Regions from separate parts of the Rattus norvegicus genome. Here region 1 is linked to region 2. A link is a contact called in public Hi-C data. All regions are on one chromosome and are shown on one strand. The core of a region is the stretch at or near the end of the contact, and the rest is flanking DNA. Distances in the headings are between cores, read along the strand shown. Region 1 overlaps LOC134479304 (a long non-coding RNA gene). Region 2 holds the start of Ston1 (stonin 1).

Evidence for each region. Hi-C and Micro-C count contacts between places; a contact is called where the count stands out from the background.
Region 1: a Hi-C map of the A7r5 cell line shows a contact between it and region 2, with 3 times the contacts expected there. The contact joins the enhancer-like site here to the promoter of Ston1 in region 2. A contact is called at or near these places in 5 of 12 Hi-C or Micro-C datasets (the A7r5 cell line, the Rat2 cell line, Schwann cells and 2 more).

Annotation. Positions count from the first base shown.
Region 1 is chr6:11,648,260-11,652,069 of GRCr8, forward strand. LOC134479304 (a long non-coding RNA gene) reads left to right here. Exons shown (of 3, transcript XR_010052439.1): 3 at 3,346-3,566. Among named protein-coding and RNA genes, the nearest start is that of Ston1, 35 kb to the left of the region's middle. Within about 2 kb of position 1,297, at least 2 of the 93 cell types and tissues checked have an H3K27ac peak or open chromatin away from gene starts, as enhancers often do. A contact at or near this core is called in the A7r5 cell line, where this site is marked.
Region 2 is chr6:11,613,298-11,617,399 of GRCr8, forward strand. Ston1 (stonin 1) reads right to left here and starts at 2,338. Exons shown (of 4, transcript NM_182954.2): 1 at 2,056-2,338. The region is part of intron 2 of LOC120103455 (a long non-coding RNA gene); the gene reads left to right.

The DNA.
Region 1 (3,810 bases), core at 47-2,546, 34 kb after region 2:
AGCTAAAGCTACTAGGATCAACATACCTTCATGAGGAGGGCAAGGTTTGGCCTCAAATGTTTAATGAGGCCATTATTTCTCTCTCAAACTTTACAGCAATAGTCTCTAAATGACAAGAACCATTCAAGACAATGGGATGGCTTTGGGGGAAACTATTTAAAAAAAAAAAACAAACAAACCCGAGCACAGACATTTCACATGCATGATACATTCTGACACGAGCTAAGTAGCTTTTCTAAGTCCTTTTCTGAGGGAATTCAAGTACACTCTGTAGATTGATGTCATTATGCAGGTGAAGGCAGGTACAGGATAGAAGAGGCTTGTCATTGGACAAGAAGGATGGGAGGGAGTAAAGTTTTAGAGAGGAGGAGACCAGTGAGAGGAGAGGGAGCAGCTGAGAGAGCAAGGAGGCAGATGTTAAGATTCCTCTCTGCACATTTACAGGTTGTTATGACTATTCTTAAGGGATGGATGTGTACAGGATTTTGTGTGTCTAGACGAACAAATTATATCTTATCTAGGTGGGTGGTTTATATCCTTATCAATTGGTTGTAAGTTAATCGAGTGGATGTATTGTACGTTGAGCATTTAACATACAAATCTGGTTGTTGGGTCCCCGTTTGTTGAGTGACAACTTAACTGGGTTGTTGGGAGTGTGAGCAGAGTCTGTGACAGGAAGTCATACCAGGCTATAGAATGCTTGGGGCTAGCATGGCGTGGGGCTACGCTAGCAGGATCCTCGGAACTCGATGGTAACAGGCGTGGTAACAACTCGCCAAGGCGACAGCGTGCGAAAGCAGCTGGCAGAGAAACAGCTAGAGCATGCAGATTCGTGCGGAGTGGGAACTCTCGGGAACCAGGTCATGTACCTATTTAATTACACTGCAACAACCCTTGAGAGGGGAATTCCTGAGCTGAAAAGCCCACATCTTCACATCTTCACCACATCAATGCCAGCCAGCCATCGACTGGTAGTCTTTTATCATGAGGATGACACTCCTTGCCTGTCTTGAGCCAAGCTGGCTGCTGGCTACAGCTGGTCCATGGCCCTCGCCTGTGAAGTACCTGATGAGCGTTTACTGACTGCCTTCGGTGTACAAGATACACACTGCTCAACGGCAACAATCTGAGCCTAGCGCTGGTCCCCGCCTCCAGCTCTGGCCGCTGTTGGGGCCGATGACACACATTAAAACACAAAGGGAAAATAGTCCAAGTAGCCCAACTGAAGGGATGACTAAAGAACTTAAGAAAGGTTAGAATGATGCATGCCTATAGCACGCAGGAGGAGACGCCAAGGAAGGAAGCCCATGAATCAGGGCCCAGCAAGGAGGAGGAGAGCGTGGGGGAGCGGGAGGGAGAGAGGCAGGCAGGCCAAGGGGGACTACTCTTTAGTATTTGAGCAGGGTGTGACTGCCTTGTGTTGTGGACTAGATTATGCTGTGTCTACTCTTGGGCCTCAGAGATCTCCCTCCTGGGCCATTCCACTACACTCCTGGTGTTTCAGAGAGGACTGGGGAGTTCAGGGATTATTAAAGCCCCCAGCAAAATAAACAGCGAGGTTCCAATTGGGGAGTTGCCTTTCGAGGCCCCTCCATTGACGGGCTCCCCCACGCTTCTGCTGAGTTTCCCTGCCTTTTCATGGAAAAGTTGTCCAAAAGTTCTCTTGCCTTTTCTTCCAAAGACTTAGAAGAACAGAGCTATAATTGCCAGCTAGCCTCCTAACTTGGAGCTAATTACCAAACTGCTCAGAAATGTAAGGCAGAGGGCGCTGTTTGCTGACAGCCTCCCCCCTCAGATCACCTCTGAGGACAGGACTCCCGGCCGAGGACAGAAACTTCCTCTGTGTACACAGACTGGACGACTCTCTGGCCTGACCCTCGGATAACTTCTCAGCATCATCTCCATCTATGGTTTCTCTCCGGGTTGGAGTTACGGAGTGGCTTGAGGCCTTTAAGAGCGGGGACGGCTGGAGAGATGCCTGAGCAGTTGGAGCACTTGTTACCCTTAGAGGACAGAGGTTCAGTTCCCAGCACCGACCTGGTGGCTTACAAGCATCCACAGCTCCGGGTCCAGGGAGTGAGCTCTCTTCTGATCTCCAGGGCACCAAGCAAGCTCACACGCACAAATTCAGGCTAACCCTCATGTGCGTAAAATCACGTAAATAAATCTAAAAGATACTGTTTTTAAAGACCAGAGCCAACCACAGGGGATAACACTTAGTCCACCTGAGGATTTTCACAGTAGAGAAGGTTTCTGACCAACTGAGGAAAGCTTTTGGTTGCTCTCACTGGGTGGCTTCAAGCTGGTTGTTTCCAGTTTTACTGGCTTGCAGAGGCTGTGCTATGGCTCAGTTGCTTCGGTTTGTAAGTTGTTTGTTTGTTTGTTTTTAATGCAAACGCTAGTTACTTCTGTCTTGCAGTAACTAAATACTTGGCAGGAAAAACTCAAGGGAGGAAAGGTTTATTTTGGCTAACGGGTTTGGAGAGACGTCAGTCCGTCCCGGAAGGGAAGCACAGCAGCAGAGCATGTGCCAGGGCCGTCCACTTCTCTGTGGTCCAGGAAGCAGAAAGAGCAGGCTAGACGGTGGGCTTATAACCCAGTGGCCTTCTACCACCTACAGTCTTCAAAATGGCCCACAAGATGGGCCCTGCATCCAAAGCACGGCCCTGTGAGAGGCGTTTCAGGTACTAACCATGACAACGGAGTAGGAATCAGAAGCAGTCATGTTACAAGTCACATCGGTTTACCCAACAGTGTCTTAACCACCTCACAAAAAGCAGCGGCTCTGTGTGGAGAACTGAACATTCTCGGTATACAGAACAAGCTATCCCTTGGTGGGGTGGCTCTCACATGCTTGCCCGGCTGTTATCTGCCAACGAAGTTACCATCGTCCTGTTAAAGCCCATTTTATAGATTTTATCAGCTCTGAGAGCCAGCAGCACTGCATCTGACAACTTAATGCAGGTGATACTGACGAATGACAATTCAGCAAACAGCAAGACATATTCATCCGTCTCTCAAGCTGTGTCTGAAGGCTCTCCACACTGCCAGCCTCTTGAGTGCGCACAGCCTGCCAGGCATCAGGAGCCAGCTAATGAGGTGATAGACCTCCCTTACGGTCGGACAGTCTTTGTTTCCCCCACTGGAATTTCTTAACCACATTTTTTTTCTTTTTTTTTTTTTTCGGAGCTGGGGACCGAACTCAGGGCCTTGCGCTTGCTAGGCAAGCACTCTACCACTGAGCTAAATCCCCAACCCCTTAACCACGTATTTTTATTAAAACATGTTTATTTAAATAAGAGTGGGAATAAGTACATTTCTAAATTATTTATCTTCCTGTTTCAGGGTATATGCCGTCTCTATGTGTGGGTGTGTATACATGAGCACGATGCCCACAGAGACCAGAACATGGTGTCAGGTCCCCTGAGGCTGACGTTACAAGGTGCTGAGCTTCCTGATGTGGGTGCTAGGAATTGAATTTCAGTTTTCTGCAAAAACAGAAGGTACCCTTAGTTACCGAGCCATCTCCCCAGCCTTGCGAATAAAGTAAAATGTTAGAAATGAAATCTCTATTAAGAGATGTGTGTTCTTGATCTGCTTCCTGGTTTCCCGAAGTTTTCAATAACATGAGTATAGTACATAATCAAGAAAAAATGGGAAATTTCATTTTAATGTTTTCCAGAAAGCAAAGCACGTCAGTTTTGTTGTTGTTGTTATTGTTATTTATGCTATGTGTGTGCGTTTGTGTGTGTGTGTGTGTGTGTGTGTGTGTGTGTGCGTGTGAGCACTTCAGTCACTATCTGCTAAAGG
Region 2 (4,102 bases), core at 1,088-3,587:
AGGGCCCAGGAACGCCTGTCTCCTTCCTGCCTTTGCTGTTTTCTTCAGATGCTAAGATTCCTCTGTCTGACGGGCTCCTTCCTTGCCAGGGAGGCCATGCCTTCCTGTGGCTTCAGCGCTCCAGAAGTCTGTGTGCAGTCCAACTGGATCATGAGCAAACTTCCAGAACACAGCTCCTATCAGGCCTAGAAATAGGGCAGGACACCAAGATTCTGTCTAGATAAAAAATTTATTAAGGCGGAGATTTCTAGAAACCTATTTTTGATATTTAAGATTCCTAAGGGAGATGTTTGCTCCTCTGAAAAACAACATTCTCTTCACAGTAGCCAGTTTCAAAGCAGCTTTGGGATGACTCAACTTGAGAACAAGTTAAACGTAGCTGCATTTGGCCATTCACACAAGGAAAAACAGGGCTACAGAAAACCATGGTTTGAGTTTGATAAGGTGCATTTAGAATCTGCTAAGAGTTTAACACCCTCCAAACTAGGGGATCTCCACAACAATTATCCCTACCCTGTTCTAAAGGGTGTGTGAGCAACAATAGGTCACAGCAAACCTAAAAAAAAAAAATACATTACTCTTTCTGACAGTCGAAAAATCAAACTCTTGTCTAACTGGGGAGATAACCATGAATTGCTTTAAGTAAATAAAAAATAGTGATACCCAGGCTGAGGAGATAGCTCAGTGGGTAAAGTACTCACCATGTAAGCATGAGGTCCTGAGTTTGAATCCCCAGAACACACATAAAGCCAGGCACAGCATGAGTGCATGCATGTGTGTATACACTCGAGTGTTTTCCCAGCATGCCTATGGCCTGGTAGGATCATTGCTGGAAGCTCGATAATCAGCTAACATGGTCTGGCATATACATAAGCAAACAAGAGACCCTACCTCAGGAAGTCAAGAACCACCCAGGTTCCACACTTGAAACATGGCACCGGCACCAGCACTCACATAGATTAACATGTGGGCATGCACACATACACCATACATACAACCCACACACAAGATAAAAGCAACAATACCCTGCCTTCCATAATAACATCACTGTGCACGTAAGAAGCTGTGCTATAAAATATCATCTCAGAGAGTATCCCAGGGTAGAAACTTGCAAGTCATGGGAAAACACCATCTATTCTTTCAGTCGGAAGCTTTTTCAAGCAGGGATCGTGTCTACTTTACCTACAAAAATTTGGCAGAAATACAGAATTCCACACATTGTTGATAAAGTAACCTCAAGTGGACTTTTCTTCTTTTTCTAAAGTAAGGCTCTCCTTTTTCTAAAGTAAGGCTCTGTGTAGTGTCTCCCCTCCTGCTCCCTGAATTTTAGTGTTAGTAAGAAAGTGCGAGTATTCTGTTTGACTAACAAAACATTTACCAACAATGCTGGTCTAACAGCAGCACAAGTGTCTCATTTAACACCCAGAGCTTCAGAGGATCAGAGAGGTTAAGCTACTTGCCAGAAGTCACCCAGCTTGCAAGAGGCAGAACCTGGCTGAGACCAGGTCTGTTTGATGCCAAAGTCCAATACTCCCAAGATCCCCTTGACCTCCTGGCAGGGTGTGCAGTCACTACCACACCCTTCCTCAGGGAAACAGCTCCCAGCGGCAGAGATCCTTCCCTAGAGCCAGGAACTAAAAGAAGATGAGCCTAGAAGGAGTTGTTTCTTGCTTACCACATATGCTCTTAGACCAATAGACTTTAGAAAAGAAACTCCCGGGGAGACCCCTGACCCCGCTTCTGACCCTGACCCCGCTTCTGACCCCGACCCCGACCCGACCACGACCCCTAGAGTGAGCAAGAACAAAGGCCAGCCACATCAGGCTAGGCTCCCTTCTGTCACGAGCTCTATTAACTCAGGCTGACCTGCTTGCCTTTGGAGCAGTCTTGGTGCACCAATTGCCCAAACTCTGTCTTGCTCCCCTTCCTTCCCCTCCCCACTGCCCTGGGCTCCCTCGATTCAGCTGTTCTTTGCTCTCAGGCCTTCTGGCCTACCTTCCTTTTCCTTGACTTTTCTTCAGAAACCTTTCCATAAAGGAACATACAGAGTCCTACCATCTCCTGCAGATTGTTGAAATCCGACTGGTGGCCTTTAGCTGGCAAAGTAACATTCCAGACCACTTGTGGCTAAGGCTTTGTCTCCACATCATTGCCGGTCTGTGGAGAGGAACGGCCTCATTTCACATGGACCCTAATATCTTGCTCCTCTGAATGTGCCAGAAGTTGAGGGACTGATGCTGAAGCTGTCCCTGGAAGCTGTCAGCTGGACCCCATAGTCACGGTCAGGCAGACTCCCGCTCCAGCCTCTGGGCTTTTACCGAGGCTGAACATCTCTGGCTCTGGCTTTTTGCTCTGCAACAGTGCTGAATAATCTAGAGAAAGAATGTCTTGAGGTCAATATCTCTGTGGTTTCATTGGCTGCTCTCCCAAATAAGGAATTCTCGGATTCCTGCATGCCAAACTCCTCCAAAGCAACTTTGTAACCAGATGGACGCTGGCTGCCTTTGTGAAGTCTCTGGGTGTGTTCTCTGGAAGGCCTGGGACCCTCACTAGCTGCTGTTACAGGGTTGGTACTAGGGAAGCCAAGCCCACCTTGAGGGCATCACGAAGAATTCCCCCCCAAAACATTTGCTGTGATAGTGTGGTGATCAGTCCCACGAAAGTTTTCCCTTGAAGAGTTTGAGACAAAAACAAAAAGGAGCATGCCTCACCCCCATCTAGGTCACTCGGAGGCCAAGTCTGCACGAACCGTAGTATTAGCACATATGCTGTGCACTCCATACTATTTGATCACAAACATGCGTATTTTACTCATGTGACAGGAAATACCATTTGCACAATATTAAACCACAGCACAGTCTCCCAGCACCTTCGAAAATTACCAGCTCCATTCCCAACCCACCCCTCCCTTGTGGCAATTAACCTTCACTTTTCCTACCGGCTGAAGCGTGTTTCCTTATCTGTCCCCTTCCTTGGTTCTGAGAGTAGTGACAGATGCTCTCTGACCAGACTCTTACCGAGTCCAAAGCCTGCTTCTAAAAGAGTCCCATCAATTGTGCCCATGGAAACCTGAGCAATTGGGAACAGTGTTTAAATTTTCGTCCTCGTTTTAGGATGACAACCCCCTACCCTCCCCACCCCTACCCTACCACCCCTCACCCTCAGCCACCACCCCCACCCTGGCTCAGAATGTCTGCCTGAGAAAACTCAGGGCTACCTAAAGACTGTGTATCCACCAGCTCTGGAGACCTGGCCCTGGGCTCCAAGGGAGAGCAGGAGCTGACTCTGAGAAAGCCCGTATGTAACCATTTCACGCTCCTGTGGACCACCCACTCCCACTTTGTGGAGTCCAGCCTGGGCTGCACAAGTCAACACTGGGCTGAGGGCAGTTGAGTTGATACTCTTTCCCTTGCTTCTGGTTACAATCCCTACTTCCCCTCACATGTGAGCAGATAGCAAACCAAACCACCCCCGGAAGGGTCTTCACAGGAACTCAACTTTGGAGCTGGGTAGGGCACTATGATTTTAAATTGTATTGTTTGGGGCGGGGGAGGGGGGAGCTGTCTGTTTGCTGTTGTATTGGTATCTTGATGTGTCCCGATGCTGGGGGTAGAAATCACAACCCTACCTGTGCTAGGCATGAGCTCCACCAGAGTTGTACCCTCAACTGTGCATTTTTATGTCTTGTGTCCTGACATTTGAACAGGTATTCACCACTATCATACACACTACAGAAACTTGAAAAGTGGAAGCCCAGAGCCTCAGTTTCTCATCTGCCCAATGGTGACATGTACATTTACTTCCCAAGCCCAGCATGGAGGCTCAGACCCTAGGAGCCTGAGGCAGGAGTGTCCTAAGCCCAAGGCCACCCTGCACTACACAGTGAGCTCACTGGGTTAACCTGTATAGCCTGAGATGAACGAGCAAACAAGTGAGTTTGACCTCACCTCATTGCCTCATAGTAAGAAGCTTTGTTACTATCTGTTACTATTTGTTACTATCTGTTGCTATTTGTTACTATTTGTTACTATCTGTTACTATTTGTTACTATCTGTTGCTATTTGTTACTATTTGTTACTATCTGTTACTATTTGTTACTCTC